Regions from separate parts of the Mus musculus genome. Here region 1 is linked to region 2. A link is a contact called in public HiChIP or PLAC-seq data. All regions are on one chromosome and are shown on one strand. The core of a region is the stretch at or near the end of the contact, and the rest is flanking DNA. Distances in the headings are between cores, read along the strand shown.

Evidence for each region. HiChIP or PLAC-seq counts read pairs in DNA pulled down with a chosen protein or histone mark.
Region 1: a contact with region 2 is called in a FOXA1 HiChIP or PLAC-seq map of pancreatic cancer cells. The contact joins two enhancer-like sites.

The regions. Positions count from the first base shown.
Region 1 is chr11:120,798,378-120,805,224 of GRCm38.p6, forward strand. No RefSeq gene overlaps it. Among named protein-coding and RNA genes, the nearest start is that of Dus1l, 5.4 kb to the left of the region's middle. Within about 2 kb of position 1,819, at least 211 of the 459 cell types and tissues checked have an H3K27ac peak or open chromatin away from gene starts, as enhancers often do. A contact at or near this core is called in pancreatic cancer cells, where this site is marked.
Region 2 is chr11:120,117,354-120,123,643 of GRCm38.p6, forward strand. All of the region lies in intron 10 of Slc38a10 (solute carrier family 38, member 10), which reads right to left. Among named protein-coding and RNA genes, the nearest start is that of Ndufaf8, 22 kb to the left of the region's middle. Within about 2 kb of position 4,903, at least 20 of the 459 cell types and tissues checked have an H3K27ac peak or open chromatin away from gene starts, as enhancers often do. A contact at or near this core is called in pancreatic cancer cells, where this site is marked.

The sequences.
Region 1 (6,847 bases), core at 569-3,068, 680 kb after region 2:
CCTCTCAGTCATTGACACAGAGAAGTGACTTGGCGTAGACGGAGAACATGCTGACCACATATCCTGCTTTGTTCTGAATGTTCTGTATGTGGTTTGCTAATCTTAAGAATTCCACGAAGCTTTGTGTAAGACCTATCAAATCAAAGGTCAATAGGAATTGCTATGTCTAAAATATCTTAAGTAAGAACTTCCTGCACCTGTGTGTGAATTCACTGTGGTTTTTTTTTTCCCCTTATAAGATGACAGAAAAATATGCCCATTGTCATTGTTCAGATAATTCTGAGCTATGTCCTTGCTCTGACCAGTTTCTGGGTGTGCATTCAATAAACTATTCTTGCTTAACTGAAGTCAGTGTTCACATGGTTTGTGCGGTGATTCTTGAACCCCAAGGATAGCAGTTCTGGCACTCTTGATCTTGTCTATAGATCTGAGCTTCTACCTGGTACAATTGCCCCTTGAGCTAAAGTTTCTTCTTCTTCTTCTTCTTCTTCTTCTTCTTCTTCTTCTTCTTCTTCTTCTTCTTCTTCTTCTTCTCCTTCTCCTTCTCCTTCTCCTTCTCCTTCTCCTTCTCCTTCTCCTTCTCCTTCTCCTTCTCCTTCTCCTTCTCCTTCCCCCTTCCCTCCTCCTCCTCCTCCTCCTCCTCCTCCTCCTCCTCCTCCTCCTCCTCCTCCTCCTCCTCCTCCTCCTCCTCCTCCTCCTCTTCTTCTTCTTCTTCTTCTTCTTCTTCTTCTTCTTCTTCTTCTTCTTCTTCTTCTTCTTCTTCTTCTTCTTCTTCCTCCTCCTCCTTGTTTTTTTTTGAGACAGGACAGGGTTTCTCTGTGTTGCCCTGGCTGTCCTGGAACTCAGTCTGTAGACCAGGCTGGCTCAAACTCAGAAACCCACCTGCCTCTGCCTCCCAAATGCTGGGATTAAAAGCATGGGCCGGGCTGGTGAGATGGCTCAGTGGGTAAGGGCACCCGACTGCTCTTCCGAAGGTCAGGAGTTCAAATCCCAGCAACCACATGGTGGCTCACAACCATCTGTAACGAGATCTGACTCCCTCTTCTGGAGTGTCTGAGGACAGCTACAGTGTACGTACATTAAAAAAAAAAAAAAAAAAAAAAAAAGAGTGTGGGCCACCACTGCCCAGCCAAAAATATCTCTGTCTTTATAGATCTGCGAGATCAATAGTCTCAGTTTCCCTTGTTTATAAATCTCTGAAACCAAAAAACTAAGAAGAAGGGAAGAAAGAAAACAAAAGCAAACAAAGAAAGAAAAGACAAGGAGACAACAGCTGGACTTGGTTACACACACTTGTAGTTCCAGCCAGCCTGGAACTCTCCATCCTCCTGAGTGTTGAGACTGCAAACATGCCACCACACTTCAGCTCTGGCTGGTTTTCTTGGTGTTCTTACTCTTTGAGTTTGCTGAACTTCTTTCATCCATAAATTTTTTTTTCAGAAATATTTCAGCCATTCCTTTTTTTATTTTCCTTAACGGGGTCTCTAACCCAGGTTGGCCTTGAACTAGGTTTCTAGCTGAGGATCTGAAGATAAACTTGAATTCCTATTCCTTGGGTGTCCCCACCTGCCAAGTACTTCATTTACGCTGTGCTGGAAATCAAACTCAAGGCTTGAATGTATTGGGCAATCGCTCTACCAGCTCAGTCACATCCCCGGACCTTTCTTACTTTCCCCCCCTACGCTTCTTTTGTCTATGCAACAGCCTAAGTTTCCATTGTCGACAGAGTTTTGCCTGGAGTGCTGCTTTGTTTTCTGAGATCCCTTGGCTGAGCAAGGGCGTTCTCGGCTCTTAGGTTGGTCTGCCCCCTAGTGGAGCCTTCCAGCACTGTTTGTTAGCTGAGGCAGCACAGGCCACCCCAGCGTCAATAACTGGTGACCGGGAAGGGGCAGCCTGTGATTTCCACTCATCTCTCTTGGCAGGGACTCAGTGTCTTACTTTAAGGCTGGGTAAAGACGCTGAGGCTGGGTTCCTCTTCTTGCCTCCCCAGAGCTGAACTTCCAACATCCAGAGGGCACTTAGTGAGAAAGGATCCTGGCAGATGATTTAAGGCAGAGCTGGGTGGTGAGCCTTTGATAGTCTGTGCCCTGGAGGAGGGGCTTGTCCTTAGCTGCACCCATCTAGAGTGGAGCTTGCATCACGTGGGCAGAGAGGAGGGATGGGTCAAGGCAAGTGCCCCAACTCACTCCCTTCCTGGCAGGATTTGGTAGATTTTCCTGAACGCTGTTTCTCCTTTGGCTGAGAGTCCTCAGAACAAGTTCCAGGACTTTCAATAACTTTCTGGAGACTTCTCACCAGAAAAGGCTGCTTTGCTGGGGACAGCCCTCTGAACCCCTCTGGCCACCGGCGTGTGGGGCCTTATAGTTCAGTATGACTCACACAGATGCCCAGATGTTTTCAGGGTCTGCCAAGATGTGCCTTTGTTCCCTTCTCCAGTTTTCCTTTTTGAAACAGGGTCTCACTATGTATCCTTAGCTGGCCTGGAATTTGGTAAATCAGCCTGTTTCTGCCTCCTAGGAGCTAGGATGAAAGTGCTTGGGCGGTGTGTGCTGCTGTGCCTAGAAACAAGATCTCAACAGCAACAGCAGCTCTAAGGACTACCCCTTATGTCTCCCTCTCTCACCCATCCTTCCTAATACACAGACATGGCGTTATCATGGAGTTTTCAAACAGGGTCTCTCTCAATGGCTGACTTGGAACTTACTCTGTAGCCCAGACTAGCCTCAAACTCATGGTGGTCTTCTTGTTTCAGGCACCCAAGGATTAAAGGTGCGCTCCACCATCCTGAGCTTACCTGACTTTCCCATTTGTTGACTTGAAGTTCATGTCTCCTTTCCGTACTCATGCCTCTCTTTTGGACACACGCAGTCCATTTGTTCTGTCAGTCACATAGAGTAGATATGTAGGCCATCTCCAACATTTTTCAACTTTACATTGTTTTACAATGAATGTGTGTGTTTGTATGCACATGTGTATATGCGTGTGTATGTGTGTGTGCGTGTGTATGTATGTGCATGTGTGTGTACATGTGTATGTGTGTGCTCATGTATGTGTGTGCATGTACATATATATGTGTGTGCATGCATGTATGCATGTGTGTGTATGCAGGTATATGTGCATGTGTGTATGTGTGTATATGTGTGTGCATGTGTATAAATGTGTATATCTTTGTGTATGTGTGTTCATGTATGTGCATGCGTGTGGTGTGTGTGCATGTAAGTGTACTTGGGACACTTTCCAAGAAGTTCAAACACAGAGGTGATTTTTCTGTGTGCTGCCAAATCTCCCCCTTGAGACCCTTTGTTCTACGCCTCCCAGTCAGGTTGCTTATGCCAGTTTCCCTGTAAGCTCCACAGCACTCTGAGGTTATGTTTGCAACTGTGTCAACCTGACAGATAAGGAGCCATCCTCCTGGTTGTGATTATCATTTTTTATTTCCCTTATAATGAGAGGTTGAACATCGTTTTATATGGTTCGAGGTCTAATTGACTATTATTTTATTTATAAATCCCTTCTTAAACAGCTTCATGGAGGCATAATTAATATTTTTAAAATATATACAAAGTGGCAATTACATGTTTATAGATACCAGTATATACAAGTGAAACTGTTACAGTCAGATAATGAAAGTGTTTATCGCTACTCCCGGTTTCCCTGTGCCCTTCTCCAACTCTCTTCATCCATGACATGTTTGTTGCTTTATATGTGAACCTCTGTAGGGCTTTATTCACATGGAACTGTGTCAAGTTTTTGGTCTTTCCATGGCTGAGCAGTATACTTTTATGGAACATTCTAAAATGTGTTTCTCCATTCACCTGTTTATGAATCTGGATTGGTTTCTCCAACAGTTGCTATGAATGTTCTTGTCAAATCTTCATGTGGACAGAAGAATAAATTATTTATTTATTTTTGGTTTTTCGAGACAAGGTTTCTCTGTGTAGCCCTGGCTGTCCTGGAACTCACTTTGTAGACCAGACTGGCCTCAAACTCAGAAATCCACCTGCCTCTGCTTCCCAAGTGCTGGGATTAAAGGTGTGTACCACCACCGCCCAGCAGAGGGTAATTTATATACCTAGGAGCAGAATGGCAGATCATATATGCTTTTAAATGGATTTCATGTAGGCCAGGCTAGCCTCAAATTCTTTATGTAGCCAAGGATAACCTAGAATTCTTGATCGATTCCTCCTACCCTTCTACCCAAATGAGTGCTAGGGTTACAGATATGTGCCACTATATCTGAATTCTTTTTCTTTCTTGTTTTTTGTTTTTGTTTTTCAAGACAGGGTTTCTCTGTATAGCCCTGGCTGTCCTAGAACTCACTTTGTAGACCAGGCTGGCCTCAACGAACTCAGAAATTCGCCTGCCTCTGCCTCCCGAGTGCTGGGCTCAAAGGCGTGCACCACCACGCCCGGCTTTATATCTGAATTCTTGTGTCTGTCAGCATTTTCTCCTCCTCCTCCTCAGTGGTGTGTGTGTGTGTGTGTGTGTGTGTGTGTGTGTGTGTGTGTGTGTGTGTGTGTATAAAAGGATTTATTTGGCTTATTCCTCCCAATAACAGTCCGTTATGAAAGGACGTCAGGGCAGGTTTCAGAGACCTGGAGTCAGGAACTGAAGCAGAGGCCACAGAGGAGCACAGCTTGCTGCCAATGTGCAGCCCTGAGCCATGTCCACACATCTGTCTGGGACTTCTTTGGTGGCTGCTGTGGACTCTGCATTACCAACATAAGTACCCAGTCCCTGAGGCCATCTCACCCATCCAGTGAAGCATGTGAGCCATTGCCTCTCTGTGCTTCTGCTCTATATATTCTACCTAAACTGTCTCTGTCAGAAAAGAGAAGAGAAGAGAAGAGAAGAGAAGAGAAGAGAAGAGAAGAGAAGAGAAGAGAAGAGAGAAGAAAGGAGAAGAGAGGAGAAGAGAAAGGATTTAGGGGGTCAGAGACATGGTTTAGCAGTTAAGAGCACTGACTGCTCTCCTAGTCCTTAGTTCAATTCCCAGCAACCACATGGTGGCTCACCACCATCTGTAATAGGATCTGATGCCTTTTTTTTTTTTTTTTTTTTTGGTTTTTCGAGACAGGGTTTCTCTTTATAGCTCTGGCTGTCCTGGAGCTCACTTTGTAGACCAGGCTGGCCTCGAACTCAGAAATCCGCCTGCCTCTGCCTCCCGAGTGCTGGGATTAAAGGCGTGTGCCACCACGCCCGGCGGATCTGATGCCTTTTTCTGGTGTCTGAAGACAGCTATGGTGTACTTATATAAATTATATAAATACATACATACATAAGGGATTTATTGTATGTGAATGAGTATTTGCCTGGACATACGTTGGCCTGTGGAGGTTGGAAGATGGTGGGGGATTCCCTGGAACTGGAGTTGTGAGCTGCCAGGTAGGTTCTGGGAAACAAACTCAGGTCCTCTGGAGGAACAGTCAGTGCTCTTAACTCCTGAGCTATCTCTCCAGCCCCCAAAACTGTCTTAAACGTTCCTCTGTGTACACTCAGAATTGTGTGATGCTCGATCATTGCTTTTACCCCATTTTCCTTTGAGACAGGGTCTCCTCTATGTACCGGAAGATGATCTTCCCGCCTCACCTCCCAAGTGGTGGGGAGCAGGCCACCATACCCAGCTCTTATGTCAATCACTAAACCTGAGCTGGGGAACTAAGAGAAGAAAATACTGTATTTATCCATGCTTTCTGTTTTTCCACTTTCTTCCTGATATTTTAAGGCTCTCTTTTTTTGGAAAGGCTCTTTCTTTCTTTGCCACCTAGATTGCCCCTGAGCTTCTGATCCTCCTGCCTCAGCTTTTCGTTTTTTCGAGACAGAGTTTCTCTGTATAGCCTTGGCTGTCCTGGAACTCACTCTGCAGACCAGGCTGGCCTTGAACTCAGAAATCCGCCTGCCTCTGCCTCCTGTGCTGGGATTAAAGGCATGCGCCACCACGTCCGGCCTACTATTGAGTTTTTGAGATAGGATTTCTGTTTAACAGAACTGGCTGCTCTGGAACTCACTCTACAGACCAGGCTGTACTGAATCCACAGAGATCCACCCGCTTCTGCCCCACAAGTGCTGGGATTGGAGGTGTGCACCACCACTGCCTGGCCAGTGCTTTCTGCGTTGAGGTTTTCCATATTCACCAGCTTATTAGATATATTCTTTATTGCTCACTGCAGAGTGTGGCACCAACTGCTTTATTCTTTGTTAGGGTTACGGGTGTATGCCAATGACCCAGTTTACATCCTTTCCTTTCTCCTCTCTTTCCCCTCCCTCCCCCCTCCCTTCCTCCGTGTTTTCTGATCGAGGAGATGAAACCTAGGGCCTCTTGAATAGTAGATGAGCATTCTACCCTGAGCTACATTCAAGCCCATTGACTGCTTCCAGTTTCTCAAAGAGCATTAACCGATGCTTATTTTTGTCTTCCCCATTCAAGATTTTTTTCTGGTTCTTGGTGAATAAATGATTTTAAGATGATGAAACCTTGCAGGCAGCTGGGATGCAACTAGTAGCCATCTTGCCTTAGACTCTCAGGTGCCCATCAGAGCTGTACACTGCCATGGAGACTTTCGTTCGTCCCCTGTGATCTCCAGGCTCCTCCTACCCCATTCCTTAGATATTCAAGGACCACTCCCGGCCCCAACAGTTGGTCTCACATTTAGGACTCAGTATTTGGTTTGACTTCCCTGTCCTTGTTCAGTAGATACCATGTACTGTGTGTGTGCAGGAGGTTGGGTAGGAACCTCACTCACTCCATCTTCCCACAAGTGGAAAAGCTTTTGCTTCTATTATTTTTTTCTTATTGGTCTTGTTGCCTGTGATAGACCTTAGCATATGACACGTTTCCTGAACCTAC
Region 2 (6,290 bases), core at 3,653-6,152:
CAAAATGTAGGCCTGTCCACAGGCTGTAGGCCACACAGGCTGGATATCCACCATCACATTACCCACATCAATTCCAAATAACAGCTGGACACATACGACCCAGCAAGGTGTGATACCCTGCCGGCATAACCAGGGATACAGGCTTCACCGCTCATCCTAGGTGGGAGTGGCCATGGGTACCCACCAGGGCTACAGTCGATGTGCTGCTGGCTTTCATGGGGGCCTTTCCTCCTTTTCGAGGGGCCCTACAATTGATAATAAATTCTGTGGTACTACAGACCCCTCCTATTGTGCCACAGACACCTGCTAAGCCCCCTCTCCACTGTGTCTGGGATGCTCCCAATACAGGTGTTGCTATTTCTGCCTTGGTCTGGCCTCCTCAAGCTTGCTGAGGGTCAGTACCTCCTGGTTGCACAGTCTGCAAGAGGAGCCGACAAGGTTGCCTCTTAGCCAGAGGATACTCACTGCCTTGATGTCTCAGAGCCCCTGACCTTTCTGGCAGGAACCACGGCTATCCAGTGAGCCAAAGTCTATGTGAGGATACTGTCTTATCTGCATCCCCTTCAGTCAGAACATGCATTCTACAGTACTCAGGGGTTCATGGCCCCTGCCCTCACCATACCCTAAACTCTTTTCTTAGCTCTGTGGAGGCTGTTTCCTGAAACTCACCATACTAATCCTTCCTATAAAGAAAAGATTCAGGGCTCAGCGCTCATTGGGACGACCAACAGTCATCTCAGGAAAACAAAACAAGTATGGTCTCAGCCTCTGGGTGGTATCAGCTCCCCAAGAAGGCAAGGGTGCGGTGCGAGCTAGCACAACGATGACTGATTGGTGCTGAGGCTGTCTCAGGAGGTAGACTCTGAAAATCCTTTTGGGCCCTGATGACCCATACTGTGTCCTCATGACCTGTCCTAGGCCACCCCTCTGTTTTCAAGGCTCCTGTTCCCCAACTCCGACCTGGTAAAGAACAGAAACCAGGCTCACGATACAAAGGTCAGAGGATCTGGATGGAAGTTTAAATCAGCCACTGAAGGAGCCAAGAGAGGGCTTCACATCATGGTCTGGACCCGAAGGCCCTTCTTTCTCAGTGTGACACTGACTCTGGTAGGCTAACAGAGCCACCTCCCACTCCACCTTCTAACAGCGCAGCGCACTCAGTATTTCTCCAGCTGACAGCAGAAATGACCTTTTGCTGGAGCCACGAGAAAAAATGTTTCTCCCTAAATGCATTTCCCACCCACTGGTGGGGCAGGCAAGGCCTGGAGAGCAGTGAGCGGGTCAGAAGATAAAGGGCTGCTGCTCCATAATAGAATCCCAGTTCCTGATGAGGACGGAGCCCAGGGGACTCTGACAGGGCCTGGTGTTCTGTCCCCCATGCGCCCAGCCAAGAGGGCTCTCCTAAGCGGCCTGGACCCAAGGTAGAGACATTTGCTGGTCATTTCGTGTCAGTTATTTTCAACGGGGACTATCATTCACCAACTCCATGGAGACTGACAAGGAAAGGCAGCATTGCATCCAAGACTTTGAATGATTTATTTCAACCTTCAGCTTTCTGAGCTTAACACCACCACCACCCAGAAAATAAAACAACCACAAGAACAGCAAAACCCCATTAACTCTGCTGATACTGGGAGACAAGCTTCTTGAAAAACTCCAATTACAGGTCAGGTGTGATGGCACATGCCAATAATCTCAGCACTCAGGATGTGAGTCAGGGGATCCCTGAGTTCGAGGCCAGCCTGGTCTATAGAGCGAGTACCAGGACAGCCAGGGCTCTGTAGGGAGACCCTGTCTCAAAGACAAAACAGAAAGAAAAATCCCCGTTATGATCAACTTAGAAACCGAGTTCACAAAGTTCTCAAGACAGAGTAGAGTGGACAGGAGGTCCCCAGCCCCCACCTGCCCTCTACCTCTTGAGGAGAGGTGGTGAAGCCAGCTCAGAGCATACAGTCATACCGAGAAACACGTTACGCAGAAAATGAAGATCGACTAGACAGGGACTTGTACAGTTGTAGGACAAGGCTGGAGTGTATTCCAACTACAATCCATGGGACCCAGAAACAGGCTCAGTCCATCCTACCTTGGGTGCCCCCAACCCCCCACTCTGAAAAAGATGCTGACTCCTGCTCCACAGAGCACAGGCCAGCAGGATGCACAATCAACTCATTTCTTCAGACCAATACAACAGGCTCTGCATGCTATAAGGATATCTACTGGCCACCAGCATGCTACACACCCAGCCTCGTCTTACTGCTTGGACTCACCCCCTACGCACACTTGTCAGCTGCTGGCTCCAAGGGCCCCGCCCCAGGCCAGCCTCGCCCACTGTCACACACTCACCCTCTCCTCTGAGGCAGCAGAAGACCCCAGGCAAGAGCTCCAGATCTGCTCAGCTTGAGGGAGCCATGGAAACAACAAGGCTAAAGACATCTAACTACGTGCTTGCCTGTGGTGGCAGCCTGCGCAGAGTGTGCACCCATTAACAGGCAGGCACCTAACTGAAGCTCTTGGCGACATTTTTGCCACAGCCAGAACAGAACATACCCAAAGAATACTAAGTGCTACTGACCACAGGTACGAAGTTTCTTTAGTGAGTGCAAACAAGCAGGAACATACATCTTGGGTAGTGTGGGAAGCCCAGGGTCCCAAACTGTCCCTGAGCTGTACTGGGCTGTGGGTCGGTATGCGGACTGCCACCGTGTGTGTGATGCAGTGCTAACAGCTCCTTTGGAGTTCTGAGTTCCTTTCCAGTCCTGTCAGCTGCAAGGCAGGCTAGAGAGTCAGGGACGGGGAGCCAGCCCAGGGTAGCCTCAGGCCCAGGGAGAAGACCCAGCTAGCCTCAGAGTTAGCCCGGCTCCCAGAGCTGTGCCTCAGCTTCCTGCAGCGGAAGAGCTGCTTTTGAAGCAGGGATCTTGGTCGATAAGCAGGATCCGGTGTGCCAGACATCTGATTTCAGAGCACCCTGCTGACTGCAATTCTGGCATCGATCCATCTTAATGTAGTCCAGAGCCAGCCAGGAAAAGACACAAATCCACCCCCTACAGTGCAGCTCAGGTTTGGAAAATACAGGGGTCTGAGCAGGGACACAGTCCATAAACATCCTATCTCCCCCCATCCCTCAAGGAGCTCCACAGTGGCCCCCCGAAGAGCCCTAACTCCTAACACTGTAGAGCCCTAGGACTGGGCAGAGAACACACCTTTCTGTCCTGGACAAAACGGTCCATACACGAGTTCTAGAGACAGAACATATACCCAAGGCCAGGCTCAGTAGAGCACCTTGATTCTGATACCAACAGTACCAACGGTGCCGTGTGGGTAAGCGGGTCCCCCTGCCTCAGGCACCTCACTCTAGCAGACTACAAGACAGGCACTGACCTGCTGAGAGCTCATTGCTATGTGCGCAGGTGTGTGCCACTCACACTTGCCCAAGATCAGCTGATTCCAAAGTGGGGCCAGCAGAGCCTTTTTTCCTGGAAGAATCCACTACTCTTGCAAGCGTCCCTGGGACTGCAGTGCCCCCTGCTGGTTTCATAGCAGGAGATCCTCAAACAGCAACCCACAAGGCCAGCCAGCCTCACTAAGGGTTAGAGACAGAAAGCAACTGCTGGGTGAAGCTAGGTTTTTGTTGCCGTTCACTGGGCCACTGTCATGCTTTCTCATCACCCTTCCTTCACGCACCCTCGCATCCTCGCACTAGCTGCCCACCAGCCTTTTCTGGCTCTTTGTGAGGCCCCCGAGCAGAGAGCAAACACCGCACTGAGCCAAACGTTCAATTGACCGGAGGAGCTGGCTCAGCTTGTCCCTTCCTTCTGCAGGAGCAGCTGGGACAGGGCCTGGTTCCTGCCTCTCAGACCTGGCCACACTTCCAGAGAATGTTTTTCACAGTATGGAAGCTACCACGTGCCCCAGTCAGCCCAAATGACCACCTGGCTGAGGACAGCAGCACAGAGGACTCACGGCAGAACTGCAGTATCTTCCTACCTCAGTCAGAGAGGAGTTCAAACATTCACGAGCCTCGGGAAGGAAAGGTTAGACCAGGTCATGGCTCAATTGGTAGACACCTGGTGCGCTACACGTGAAGCCTTAGGTCAGATCTCTAGCACTACCTGACACCTGAGAGACAGAGGCAGGCCCAGCTGAAGCTCAAGGACATCTTTGGCTATGTGGAAGGTTTGAGGCCAGCCTGGGCTACACAAGACCCTGTCTCAAAGGCCAGGCAAGCAAATGCAGCAGGTGCCATGGCGTTGTGGTGGTGAGAGAACAGAGGGGAGAGACCAGCAGCAGACTGTAGGCCAACTAAGTGAGCAACCAGGCATCTACTCTGTGAGCCACCATGTGGGTGCTGAGAACCCGACTCAGGTTCTCGGGAAGATAAGGAAATACTCTTACACGTTGAGTTAAATCCCCAGCCCAAGAAAATCTTTCTTCCTTTAAATTTTACATTTATAAATGTTATGTGTATGAGGGCTTTGCCTTCACAAGTGTGCACCACATGCCTGCCTCACGCCCCCTGAGGTCAGAGGTTATAGATGGCTATGAACTACCATGCAGAAGCAGGTCTCCTTCAAAAGCCACTGATTCTCTTAACTGCTGGGCCAACTCTCCAGCCCCAAGAAAGTCTCTCTAACTAGAATCCCCTCCCATCCTACCCTCCCCCACACAGCCGAGGTTAAACAGTAGGATCTGACAAACTAGTAAGCTCATATGCCACCCAACAGGCAATGAGTTAACCTCACTGCCAAGCTGCCACATCAAGTCCTGCGGAAAGCTGGTATTGCACGTTTTCCCCATATACCTACAGCACTAGGTGAGAACACTGAGGTCACCCGGCTGGCGACACGGGCAACAACTCCAGGGAGCAAGGTAAGCACTCAGGGAAAGGCCACAGTCTAGACTCCAGAGTGACTCACCAGGCTGGGCACTGAGAACTGGAGCATAGGCTCCAGCGGCCACAGCCTGAGGGAGAGCACAAAAGCCCATGCAAGCATGATGCCGGCGTGTGCCGCTTTCCTCAAGTACGAGCCAGGGGAGAGCAGAGCACAGAGGGAGCACAGCAGCTGCCAAGATGAGAGTGATGATGCCAAGATGAAAGGCAGCGAGAATCGGCAACATGAGATCCGAGGACCAAGGGCACACTGAACCCAAGTTTATCCCAGCTAGCTACAGCCTCTGCCCATGACCTCACAAGGCACACCGGAGGTGGGGGTGGGGGTGGGGTCACACCGCTCAGAACCTCTGTCGTTTCCTAAACATGACTGAAAAGTACTAAGCATGCCAGGAGACAGGACTAAACCACAGAACACTAAGGAGCAAAAATGGAACATCAGTCAGAACTGAGGGCAGCTGCTCCTAGATTTACAATGGGGTTATACCTTGATAAACCCAACGTAACTTGAAACTACCTAAAGTTGGAAACAATGGCCTCAGTCTCCTCTCTGTTGCTGTGATGAACACCCTGACAGCAGCACCTAGGGGAGGAGGGGTTTACTTTGGCTCATAGTTTCAGGGTACAGCTCCCCATAACAAGAAAGGCACGGGAGCAAGAGCCGTCGGCAGCTGCTCAGCTGTATCCTGGGCAGGAAGGAGAGGGAGACCCTTGCTCAGCTCACTTCTAGGGTCCATGATGCCCCAACCAGAGATGGTCCTGGCTCACTACTAGAATGAGTATCTCATTTGATTGGGAATGAAGATAACCCCTCACAATCTAGCCCACCATCTAGTGCCTGGAGGCTTGTCTCTCAGGTGATCAGAGGTGCTGTCAAGCAGAAGATTAGCACTAACCAACATGCCATCTCTCGTCTTTTCTTTTTCTTCTAAGACAGAGTTTCTCTGTGTAACCCTGGCTGTCCTGGAATTTACTCTGAAGACCAGGCTGGCCTCGAACTCAGAGATCTAGTAGCCCCTGCCTCCTGAGCTCTGAAATTAAGGACGTGCCCATCACCACCCCAGCTGCCATCCCTAGTGTCAAGTGTCACTGACTTCTGAGAGTGGGCTAGAAGGGAGTTACAGCTTGTCATTGCCGCCCAGTGCCACAAGAGCTTCCACAGCACTGACTTGAGAAGGTCGAATGTCCATGTACGGCATCTACTGAGTGAACTTCACACCACTGTAAAGTCAAAGAGCTGTGTAGGCCTGGGGTCGTGAGAAACCGTCCATAACAGAAGCAATAATGATGCTGAGGGCTGTGAGGCAGCTCAGTTCATAAAATGCTTGCTGTATAAACACGACTATCTGAGTTTACACACACACACACACACACACACACCCTGCACGCACACACACACTCC